2 separate regions of the Zea mays genome follow, and region 1 is linked to region 2. A link is a contact called in public Hi-C data. All regions are on one chromosome and are shown on one strand. The core of a region is the stretch at or near the end of the contact, and the rest is flanking DNA. Distances in the headings are between cores, read along the strand shown. Region 1 holds the start of LOC100501781 (Glycosyltransferase family 61 protein). Region 2 holds the start of LOC542050.

The links. A called contact is a pair of places that touch in the nucleus more often than the background predicts.
Region 1: a Hi-C map of ear shows a contact between it and region 2, with 8 times the contacts expected there. The contact joins the promoter of LOC100501781 here to the promoter of LOC542050 in region 2. A contact is called at or near these places in 13 of 25 Hi-C or Micro-C datasets (bundle sheath, ear, endosperm and 4 more) and 1 of 3 datasets of contacts at active chromatin or transcription factors (leaf).

The regions. Positions count from the first base shown.
Region 1 is chr5:60,560,524-60,566,911 of Zm-B73-REFERENCE-NAM-5.0, reverse strand. It overlaps LOC100501781 (Glycosyltransferase family 61 protein), which reads left to right and starts at 4,452. Exons shown (of 2, transcript NM_001196440.1): 1 at 4,452-4,714; 2 at 4,791-6,346. The coding sequence starts at 4,576. The coding sequence ends at 6,118.
Region 2 is chr5:60,416,321-60,422,668 of Zm-B73-REFERENCE-NAM-5.0, reverse strand. LOC542050 reads left to right here and starts at 4,993. Exons shown (of 4, transcript NM_001111689.1): 1 at 4,993-5,207; 2 at 5,278-5,356. The coding sequence starts at 5,050.

The DNA of each region.
Region 1 (6,388 bases), core at 3,203-5,702, 140 kb before region 2:
TCACTCTGTCGAGTGGCACCGCAGTCGGAGTGGCGCAGGCGGCGCTGTCCTTCTGTCAGACTGGTCAGTGGAGCGGTGGAGTGACGGCGGTCACGTCGGCTCTGCCGGGGGGGGGGGGGGGGGCGTGTCAGGATAAAGGTGTCAGGCCACCTTTGCGTTAAATGCTCCTGCAACTCGGTCAGTCGGTGTGGCGATTTAGTCAGGGTTGCTTCTGAGCGAAGCCAAGGCCTCGGGCGAGCCGGTGATGTGTCCGCCGTAAAAAGGGGGGCCTCGGGCGAGACGGAAGTCTCTCGAGGTCGGCTGCCCTTGGGCAAGGCTAGGCTCGGGTGAAGCGTGATCGAGTCACTCGTGTGGACTGATCCCTGACTTAATCGTACCCATCAGGCCTTTGCAGCTTTATGCTGATGGGGGTTACCAGCTGAGAATTAGGCGTCTTGAGGGTACCCCTAATTATGGTCCCCGACAACATTGTACTCTTTTTCCGTTGTGTGAGGTTTCGTGAAAGTTTCTCAGTAAGGTTTTTTATGAAATAATTCGTGCGACACGACAAGCGTGAGCTATATACTCTTTCTCCAATTTTTTCCACTATATTTTTATGGAGTTTTAGGACATATGCATCTCGCGACATTGGATCAAGAGAATTAAGAAACCCTTGCCATGTGTCCCATATGCCTCAGACCCTAGTTTGTCTATAAATAGACAATAGGTCTCAATATCTTGCACCCTTTGGACAGTAGCACTATACAGTAATAAAGAATCAGTTCCTCTATATACTCTTTTCTTCCTGTGTTCTATCACTATTCAGTTAAGAAGCCTTTGAACTACACTTGGTAGCAAGGTGGAAAATTCGTTCATAGCCACTCCTTAACTTGACCATCTAGAAAATGTCCCTCGCTCGCTAGTAAGATATCTAGGAAACACTCCTCGCTAATGCAATCCTCTTCGCATCATAACACCTTGTCTATTTAGGCTCGTTTCATTTTATTTCTGATATGAAATTAACTTAAAAATGACAAATATTCGTAATATGAAATTATGATTTAAAAAACCGGTCAATACCAAAAAAAATAGTGAAGTTCCCAGGAGACTGACTTGTTTGGCGTGATCGTGGGAAATAGTTTTGGCCATGGTTTTGTTAAAGAAGTTAGATTTTGTTATGTAGAAAACTCGTATCCCCTGTCTTCCTTCCTTCCGTACCATTTTTAAGTTAATTTCAGATTAAAAACAAAAAGAAACACATAACCAACCATACAAGATGCTATAACGTGAGAATAATTGCATCACCTAGAGGAGTTTTCTAGATATCTTTCTACCCAGTGGCGGATCCAAGATTGATCCAAGAGAGGGGCTACTAAGCTAAGGCTATAAATTTTTTTAAACCAAATAAAAAATATAATTGATGTTTAATATAACACAAAAAGCAAGATATAATTTAAACATTCATGAAATATGTAGCCTAAAAATAAGTCGATACAAATTATAGAAATACAATAATCAGTACACACCGTTCATGAGTTGATGCTGCGAGATAAATCTATCTTTCGAGTTCTTAATCTTTAAAAATGTTCATAGCAAATAAGGCTCTCTCAGAAATTTGTCCATCTTATTCTTATAAACATAAAATTTAATTTTATCAAATAATCTACTAAACTAGCAAACATGGGACTACTACCAAATAAATAATCAAATCAAACTACCAACACCTAGCACACTGCAGACTGCACACGGTTCAAAACTTGAAATCAAAGCAAACAAGAGCATGTAACAGAGTACTACACTACACCAACACCAAAGGCAGTAACACTAGCACAATAGCACACGTCTCTTCACCTTCACTCATTGTCACTGCTTCACTGCTTTAGAAAATCAGCAGCCAGCAGCGCCAAGCCGTGAAGTCGCTCAGGCTTCGTACCTCCTCGCCGGTCGCCGGTCAAAGCAGTCAAAGTAGTAAAAGCAGGAGCCGGCGAGGGTGAGCTATTGATTGGACGTCTGGACGGGAGGGCGAGCCTGCGGGAGCCGGAAGGCCGAGCGGCGTGCTGCCAGTGCCGCCGTGCCACGCCCTGAGACAGAGAGGTGGACTGCAGCTCCCACGACGGTGATGGAGCGTCGTTGGCTCGTCGCGCCGGACGCCGGTACTCGCAGTCGTGGAGTCGCCGAGAGGCCGAGCGGCGGCTGGACGCGACTGAAGGGACTGAGGAGTGGACGTGACCTATATTTTTGAGACGGTATTGGCCTAACTGAGGAGCGGACGTGACCTATTTTTTTAGACGGTATGGACCTATTCGCTTGAGTTCCTGGGCCGCGACCGGGGCTGCAGCCCAGGCAGCCCCGGACGCAGATCCGCCCCTGTTTCTACCGAGGAGTATTTTCTAGATAGTCAAGTTAATGAGTGGCATCGACCTATTTTTTCCCGTAGCAAGTAAGGAGGTTCTTAAGGCCTCGTTCGTTTGTATCGGATTGGTGGGTCGGAACGATTCCGAATCGAATTGCTTCTCTAATTTATATAAACTTTGATTAGCTGGAACGATTCCGGGTGCAATCCGACGTAAACGAACAAGGTCTAAACAGTTTCAAGAGCAGACAAGTGGTTACCATCACTCTTTGTTATCTTAACCCTAACCCAGTTTGTGTTCTTGCGCGCGACGTCACATCCGTGTCGGCTCGGCCGTGCCTTTCAGCTCCCGCGAGCTAGTAGTTTCGTCAGCTTTTGTAAGCTCTCGATCTGTAATCTGCTGCTGCTGCTGTGGTTGTTGTTTACAGCTGCTGTGCTGTCGTAGCCGGGCCCGGCAGCAAAGGAAAAGGACACAGTTTCGGAGTCCTCCTAATGTAATGTATGCTCGAGTTAGGCCTTGTTCGTTTACGTCGGATTATAACCGGATTTGTTCCAGCTAATCTAAGTTTATATAAATTATAGAAGCAATACGGCTCGGAATCGTTCCGACCCACCAATCCGGCACAAACGGACAAGACCTTACCCGGCTCAGAGTAGAATTGTACTAGTGGATAACAGTCTTTCTACTTGCAGGACATGACCAGCACTCCTCATCCCCAGATCCCTACTCTCTCTCCTTCTTCTTCTTTTTTGCGTTGTTTGCAGAAGGTCAGAACGCTGCATCGATCGACGCAAATGCAGAGTCGTGGCAAGCAAACGGCGAGACAATACTCTATGCTAGTCAAACTCGCGCGCCATTGTAAACGATCTAGCCGCGCCGACGCGCGCGCAGGCCGCGAGCTGGACGCAGTGTTGTTTACAACTGATGTGCTGTCATGGCCGGGCACTGGGCACTGACAGGCAGCAAAGGACACAGTTGCAGGCTTGCAGCGTGGTTAGGTTAATCTACTCATCTCCCCCTGCCATTCTGTTGTTGTTCTGCTGCTGCCTTTGGTCATGTGATTCCTTCCCTTTCCCTTTGTCACCCCCCACCCATGTGATCCATGGCTACCGGACAATTCCTCGTGCCGGAGGCCGGAGCAGCCTCCACAGGAAATGCCAGACCGGTAGATCTGAGGAGAGGAGCACGTATCACGGTATCGGCGGTGGGCATCGTCTCGTCAGTCGTCACCCACCTGCTGTCGCGGCTCGCAAACGCCGATCTGCCCGCCCTCACCTGTGGCCTCTGCTCTCTGATTAATTCTGTATTCACACGGTTTCCGAGACGCCATGCGAAAGGCGATCGTCGGCCGTCCGCACTCCCACATGGCGCGCGGTTGACCTCACGATCCCCCTGCCTGCAATGCAAATGTGGCAGACTTGCCGGCGGCCCGCGTCCGCACGCACGCACGCGTCCTACTCCAGCGCGATCACGGTCACCACGAACGGCGGGGTGGCAACGAGAATCTCAGGGAGGTGGAGCCGTGGAGGTCGCCGACAGGTTCACCGGCCCGCCGCCGTTCCAGCGGGTTCTCGCGAGTTCGATTCTGTAGACAAGGGGAGGCGACGACGGGCCGGCGGTGGAGAGGCGACGCGACGTCGGCCAGTCAGTTCGTTCCCGTGACCGTCTCTCTGGTCACCACGAAAGGGAAGGGGAAGGGGAAGGGGGAGGAAAGCGGCGAGGAAACGTGGTTTCCATGAACGCGCGCATCCCAGCTGGCCCCGACCGGTTGGTTTCAACCGACGAGCGGGGGGCGGGATTTGTTTGCTTTGCGATTAATCGGAAATACTATTATATGCTCGTCGCCTTTCGAATCGTGGAGTCTTCTCCACGGCCACTACTGCGCGACCGCCCTGCCTGCCTGCCTCGCTGTGCCCCGCGATTAACAATGCATTTGTTTAATTACGCCCTGCTCGTCTACTCATAATTAATCGCACCGTACTGCTTCTCCGGCCGGTCGATCGGCCGGCCTCCCCCCCCCCCCCCCCCCCCCCCCCTGCTTCAAAAGGTAGTGTTCCGTCGGCCATGTGTGCCGCCACCGCTGCCGCCGCCGCCGTCGTCAGGGTCTGGTGATCAGGTCAGGGCGTCAGGCACATCGTAGTGGCGCTGCGGTTTGGTTTGTATGCATGGTTGAAAAGCTGCCAGTCCTGGTGGTGGAGCAGCAGCAGCAGCAGAAGAAGAAGAAGCAGAAGAAGAGTCGGAGATGAAGCCGCCGGCGCCGAGGAGCAAGAAGAGCAGGCCCGCCTTCTGCAGCCTACCGCTGCTGCTCCTCATCGGCGCCATCCAGTTCCTGGTCATCTACTCCCCCGCCATCGACCGCTACATGGTCATGGTGACCAAAGGTACGGCATCGGCACTGCATTGCCGTCTGCATTTCTCAGCCTCGCCGAGCTGACAACCACGCTTGGTGTTCTCCAGGCAAGCCCGGGTTCCCGTCGCTGCTGCTGGACGGCAGGAGAGGGTTCAAGCTGGTGGAGGAGGAGACCGTCCCGGAGCCGCGCGTGCGGTGCGACTTCGCGGACCCGAGGTCGGACGTGTGCGAGCTGGAAGGCGCCATCCGCGTGCGCGGCAGCACGTCGGAGGTGTTCGTGCTGGCGCCCGCCCGCGCCGACGGCCTGGCGGCGAACGTGACGGGGCTGGCGCCGGGGACGACGAGCTGGACGGTCCAGCCGTACACGCGCAAGGGCGAGGCGCGCGTGATGCGGGGCATCTCGACGCTGACGGTGCGCGTGGTGCCCGCCGGCGCCGCGCCGCCGTGCACGGTGCGGCACGACGTTCCCGCCGTGGTGTACTCCAACGGCGGCTACTGCGGCAACTACTACCACGACTTCAACGACAACATCATCCCGCTGTTCGTGACGGCGCGCCACCTGGGCGGCGAGGTGCAGCTGCTGGTGGCGCAGAAGCAGGCGTGGTGGTTCGGCAAGTACAGGGAGATCGTGGACGGGCTGACCAACTACGAGGCGGTGGACCTGGGCGCCGACGCGGAGGGGGAGGTGCGCTGCTTCCGCGCCGCCACGCTGGGGCTGCGCAGCCACAAGGACCTCAGCATCGACCCGCGCCGCGCGCCGCGGAACCTGTCCATGGTCGACTTCAAGCGCTTCCTCATGTGGCGATACGCGCTGCCGCGGGAGCACGCCATCCGGACGGACGAGGAGGAGGCCGGGCCCGGGCCCGGGCGGGCGAGGACGAGGCCCCGGCTGCTGGTCGTGGCCCGGCGCTCGCGGCGGCGGTTCGTCAACCTCCCGGAGATCGTGGCGCTGGCGGAGGAAGTCGGCTTCGACGTGACGGCGTCGGACCTGATGTCGGGGACGGCGTCCAAGAGCAAGAGCGGCGCCGGGGACGAAGGGCACTCGCGCATGGCGGACGCGTCCAAGCTGGTGAACTCGTTCGACGCGATGGTGGCGGTGCACGGGTCCGGGCTCACCAACCTGGTGTTCCTGCCCATGAACGCGGTGGTGGTGCAGGTGGTGCCGCTGGGGCGGATGGAGGGCCTGGCCATGGACGAGTACGGGGTGCCGCCGCGGGACATGAACATGCGCTACCTCCAGTACAACATCACGGCGGAGGAGAGCACGCTGTCGGAGGTGTACCCGAGGGCGCACCCCGTGCTGATGGACCCCATGCCCATCCACGAGCAGAGCTGGACGCTCGTCAAGGACGTCTACCTCGGCAAGCAGGACGTCAGGCTCGACGTCCGCCGCTTCAGGCCCGTCCTCCTCAAGGCCATCCAGCTGCTCCGCTGACCTATTAACTCACGTTGATCGGGCCTCGCCCCACCGCCGGCCGGCCAGCCTGATGCCCTGATCCGATGACCACCAATGTACAATCTCCACTCCAGTATGCGATTGAGGTAGATGACATGTGACGATACACAGACATGATACTCCCACACATACATACAGTGATCCAGTTTGCTTTTTTGTTTACCTTTTTTTTATTTTTCTTCGATGATATACATTATCTTTTTACCCTCTCTATCTTTTTCTTTATCTTTTTGCCCTCTCTTCTCTCTT
Region 2 (6,348 bases), core at 3,744-6,243:
TGTACTACCATACTTAAATTTCAGTTCGTACGAGGTATTTTACCTTATAATATTTCATCTTTATTGTTGAGTTAGTATTTGATCATCACCAGAACTTGGATAACAGCCATCATTTTTCCTACTATTTTCTTTGTTTATTCTTCTCAACGCGTAATAAGCACATTGTAATTTAGTCTACATTTTCCCCCTTTTATGTCATTTACATACTAATTTTCTTTATTGCATTTTTATACATTCAATACCATATGAAAGCCATAATTTTGTACACAATGGCTATTGTCATGCAAACCATATTATTAAGAGGTCAAGGGAGGCGTCCGCAGTGAGGTCGTGCCCCCGCTGTCGTGACTCTGCCTCACACTGTTAGTGCCTCTTGCGATTTGGGCCCACATGTTGGCACCTAATTTTACTTTCTCGGCATGATGCAGGCTATACTGGTAAGCAAACATGGTTGTATTGTCCCTACCGGTTTGGACCACTAAAAAAGTAAAAATATTGGTCTGGGAACTTTCCAATTTAATTTGAGTAAAAGTTTAAAATCTTAAGGAAATGACTATAACTTTTTTGCTTATGTGCAAGATAATCGAATTACCTAATAATGACACGCCATATTGATAAAAAAATTTCAAGCTTTAGCAACGTAGAAAAAGTTTGAAACAGTTGGTACAAATATTACAAGTTATTGCTACGATTATTGGGACATTGTTTTATCTTCTTGTATATTTCTTAGTTTTGTTTTCTTGTAACAAATCTATTTGGTGGACCTACATGTGCTTGTACTTAGATACAATACATGATATCTTGTATTATAACTCTCTGTTTGTCATTTTTAGCTTAGCATAAGGTGGCTGTTGATCATTGTCTTGTTTTAGTTGCTTCAGAGCAGATTACCTGAGTGGCCGATGAGCATTGTATTTTACTGCATATGAATGGATTTGTTCGATGTTTGAGGCCTTTAAGTTATGTAAAAATTCTTAGTTTTTAAAAGATGCTAACAAGAACATAAAATGACAATTAGTATTTTTGAATTCAATATATCTTATCATAATATGTTCACTCCGTAGCAACGCATGGGCGTTCACCTAGTGAGGAGTACAACCACAGTAAATTGCATGGACATTTTGGTCTTTTCGCACCAAATTTAACACCATTAACTACACGTAATATTGCAAGGGCATGACAACACTTTGTTTTCAAAACAAAGAGGTAAATCACAAAGTTGGAAAACGAGGGTTAAAATCATAATTGCAATAATAGAGGAGTATAATCACAAATGCCCCTTTTTAACTCTTATGACTGTAAGAAAACATAAATATATAAAAATATTTGAGCTCTATTTTTATAGTGTTAAACACACATACTTTTATGAAAGAAGTCTAGATTTATCTATTGAACTTTAAACCTGGATATCTTCGACATCGAACTATTAAAATTATGCATACTTTGTTCACTAAAAAGTCTTTGATTGTACTTTGTCCGTTTTTTGTTTTTTATTTGACGTGGTTGTTTTTCTTAAAAAACTTCAATCACTTGTCTTATTCAAAAAATGTATGTTCTTTTAAATACTACTCCCTCCATCTCAAAATATAGTTTAAAAGTTCAATAGTTAAATATAGATTTCTTCCTTTATAGAATATCTATGTTTATTTGTTTGTTTAACACTATGTTTAACAATATAAAAATATAGCTCATATATTTGTATGTATTCCTGTTGTTCTTATGAACATAATAAAAAATAAGGTTATGCAATGATAGGGACAATCTAACCTATTTGATTGTGAGGCAATAAACAAAAGAATGAAAAATATTGATAGAGTGCTGTTTTCTAAATGTATTTTTGATGAAACTACTGCTGTTTTTTAAATTAATTTAAAACCATTTCTTATTTCCTATACTGTCTCAAACTTGGATCCCCGTGACCGTGACACCGGCACCGCACACGCGCTGTCCTGTCCTCCGCTGCGGCTGCAGGCGGCCGTGCCATGCCGGCGTCTCCATGGCCAACCCCTCGCTCCGTGCGGCAAGCGTCCCAGCTCCACGCCCTCCTTACCACGTCCGGCCGCATTGCTCACCGTCCTTCCGCCGAGCACCTCCTCAGCTCGCTCACCAACACCATCTCGGCCCCGCGCCACCTGCGCTACGTGCTCAGCCTGTTCGACCGATTGCCGCACTCCACCACTTTCCTCTTCGACACCGCCCTCCGCGCCTGCCTCCAGGCCTCCGCCGGCGCAGACCATCCCGTCCTCCTCCTCCGCCGCATGCGCAGCGGGGGCGTCCGCACGGGCGCCTTCACCTTCCACTTCGTCTTCAGGTGCTGCGCGGCCGGCGCCCGCGCGCGCGCCGGGCTCTGCCTGATGCTGCACGCCGCGTGCCTCCGGACAATGCTCCCCTCCGCCGCGCCGCTCGTAGCGAACCCCCTCATCCACATGTACGCCTCGATGGGGCTCACGGACGACGCCCGCCGGGCGTTCGACGAGATACCCGCAAAGGACGCGGTTGTGTGGGCCACGGTGATCGGCGGGCTGGTCAGGTGGGGGCTGCTCGATGAAGCGCGGAGGCTCCTCGTGCAGGCACCGGAGAGGAACGTGGTCTCATGGACTAGTTTGATTGCCGGGTACTCGCGTGCTGGTCGGCCTGCTGATGCCGTCTATTGCTTCAACTGCATGCTTTCAGATGGTGTCGCGCCGGATGAAGTTGCGGTGATTGGCGCGCTCTCGGCATGTTCGAAGCTCAAGAATTTGGATCTTGGTCGCTTGCTGCACTTGCTGGTTGGGCAGAAGAGGATCCGGATGACTGACAATCTTGTCGTTGCGCTCATCGACATGTATGCCAAATGTGGCGACATTGCCCAAGCACAGGCGGTCTTTGATGCTGTGGGAAGGGGCCAAAAGCCTGAGCCATGGAATGCTATCATTGACGGGTACTGCAAGCTTGGCCATGTTGATGTCGCAAGGTCTCTGTTTGATCAAATGGGTGCCCGCGACGTCATCACATTCAACTCGATGATCACTGGATACATCCACAGTGGCCGGCTTAGAGACGCATTACAGTTGTTCATGCAGATGAGGAGACACGGCATGCGTGCTGACAATTTTACCGTGGTGAGCCTTCTCACTGCTTGTGCGAGCTTAGGTGCACTGCCACATGGCAGGGCTTTGCACGCTTCAATCGAACAGAGGATAGTAGAGGAAGATGTTTACCTTGGGACTGCACTTTTGGACATGTACATGAAATGTGGGAGGGTGGATGAGGCAACCGCTGTGTTCCATCGCATGGGCGAAAGAGATGTCCACACTTGGACTGCCATGATCGCAGGTCTTGCGTTCAATGGGATGGGTAAGGATGCTCTGGAGTCTTTCTGCCAGATGAAGCGTGATGGTTTTCAGCCCACGTCAGTTACCTACATTGCTGTTCTGACTGCGTGCAGCCACTCAAGTCTGCTCGACGAAGGTCGGCTGCACTTCAACGAGATGAGATCGTTGCATAAATTACACCCTCAGGTTGAGCATTATGGCTGCATGATAGATTTGCTCGCTCGCAGCGGGCTTCTGGATGAAGCTATGCATCTTGTTCAGACCATGCCAATGCAACCAAATGCCGTCATATGGGGATCCATCTTGAGTGCCTGCAGAGTCCACAAAAACATTGACCTAGCCCGACATGCCGCGGAGCATCTTCTCAAGTTAGCCCCTGAGGAGGATGCCGTCTATGTCCAGTTGTACAACATATACATAGACTCTAGACAGTGGGCAGATGCAAAAAGAGTAAGGATGTTGATGGAAGAACGGGGAGTTAAGAAGACGGCAGGTTACAGCTCGATCACTGTGGCTGGGCAGGTTCACAAGTTCGTCGCCAATGACCAATCGCATCCTTGGACGTTAGAGATCATGGCGATGATGGAGGAGATCGCATGCAGGCTGAAGTCTGTGGGTTATTCTCCAGTCACGTCAAGGATAGCAGTTGACGTTGACGAGGAAGAGAAAGAACAGGCACTTTTAGCACACAGTGAGAAGATAGCCATTGCTTTTGGTCTCATCAGTCTTCCACCGAGCTTACCGATCCATATCGTGAAGAACCTGAGAGTCTGTGAGGATTGTCACTCTGCAATCAAGTTAGTCTCTCAGCTTTGGAACCGGGAAATCATCGTTAGAGATCGGAGTAGGTTCCACCATTTCCGAGACGGAGCATGTTCTTGCAATGATTTTTGGTGACTACCATTCTGCTAAGCTTCTAGTTCTAGAGGCCAGAAAACAGCCACATGGATACATTGAAAGCACAAGTGCTTCATCTCGCAATTCGGCTTCCGGATTCAAATTTATGAATGCCCAAGGTACTATTTTCTTCCTGTTTCTTCATGCCATATACTTGCTCCGTTTTAAATTTTAAGTTTTTTGACTCTTTTTTAGATATTTAACTTTCGATATGATACATAGTAAAAACTTAAAAAAAAACAGAACGATTCACCATTTATTGTGAACGGAGGGAGTACTAAACGAAATGAGCTAACGACACGAATCTTCTGATGATAACACAAAGTTTTCTTGTGTGCTTTGCCAGGGGTAGGAAACCGGATGTCTACACGCAAAATCACCCCTTTCGTGGCTGCTAAACGGTGTGCCACTGCCATGGCATTGTTGTTTCGACCACCCCTGTTTGGGAATAGCCCAGTTTCGGGTTTTAACTTAGCCCAGTTTCGGGACAGTGATAAAAAGGCAACAAGCCCACAACCCAAAGGCTGACAGGGGTAAACACAGGAATGGGCTGGATAGGTCATCTAAATTGCTTAACGGGCCAGCCAAGTCAATATGGACACAGGCGGAACCAAAGCCGGCCCACGCTGCTCGCCTGCTCCGGCGACCGCCCTCCGCCTCCGCCCTGAGTGACATCCCCTGCGACCAGCCGCTCGCCGGCGGTGTTCGCGCTTCGCCGGCACGCCGGCGTGCGCCCTCGTGTGCCGTGGCTGCTGCGTGCCTTGTCCACCGAGGTGACTGGTGAGATCTCGCTCTTCCTTTATCCTCGCCTCCTCGGTCCAAGTAGGAGTCGGCGGCTATGGCGACGACGGCCGCGGGGTACGGCTGTTGCTTGGCGGGGCTACCGCCCTTTCCGTTGTTGCCTGGGATCCTCTCGACCCGCCTGCGCCGGGAGCCTTCTCCTCCTCGCGTGGCCCTTGTGGCCTCCTCCCCGAAGCTCAGGGCGCCGGCACCGCGGTGCGCTCCGTTCTAGCCCCTTCTTCACGGCTCGGCTCGCGGGTGTGTAAGCCCGTTTCTCTTCGCGCAGGTTGAGAGTTTCGTGCGGTCCAAGGAGGCTCGCTTCCTCCTCTGGCAAGGCCAATTCGGACGCGGTGCCGTCGCCAACGGTTAGTTAGCGCTCTCTCTCCTTCCTCTCTATGATGTTTCCAGATCATCAGGGGTGAATGGTTTGGGTTATGGATGGTCCATGTTCCTTGGAATTATTTACTGGAGGCGATTTAGGGAATGGATTGGGTTAGGTAGCCACCAGCAATGGAGGAGACAGTAAATTGCTTGGTTTTTGGACCACTGTTTATTGAAATTGGATAACCTGACAAGATTCAATCTGATATGCTGATGTAGGTTGCTAGCTATTCTATATCAACTTTAATGATTCTACCCGTGTTTTGCTACGGTTTTTATATATCATATAAATATGTATTGAGATATTTATTCAAATATAATTATTGTGTATTTCTAAACTCTAAGGTACGTGTGGTTTATTGGTTAGCCCTAAATTTCTGTAGCAGGAGGCGAGCGTGTGTTCGAGTGCTCGCTTTGCACTATTTTTTATATAATTATTGTTTATTTCTAAACACTAAGTTACGTATGGTCTGGTGGTAGCTGCGCGGGCGGGGTCGAGTACTGGACAGGCGCTGCGGTCCACAGGGCAGTAGCTGAGAAAGCGCTGCGCGTGGGGCCCACAGGGCATGGCGCCAAGGCAGGGCGCGTGGAGCGGGCCCAGAGTGTCAGCGCGGAGGGTGAAGCCGTGGTAGTACCAGATGTCCACATTAGGTTTTTAATAGAGTAGTATAAATATTCTCAGAATAATTGTGTTTTTCTAGTATCCTATCTTCTTTGTCCATTGTCTGATTGGCTTTAGTAAACTATATGAATGCAATCCGAATGTTGTTCATTTGGAATTGCTAATTCTTTTCTGAGTTTGTACTTAGTGTACATTTCTTGTAGGTCTTCCATTGCTTGGGTGTCTTGCAGATTAAGGCATTCAAAAGACAACACAGTTTGTAAAGTGTAAATTTGGTAGGTTAATAGCATAAATATGTGAAAACATGGAAAATAAACAATGATAAGGTCTTGCATTTTATGTTTGATCCAGTAG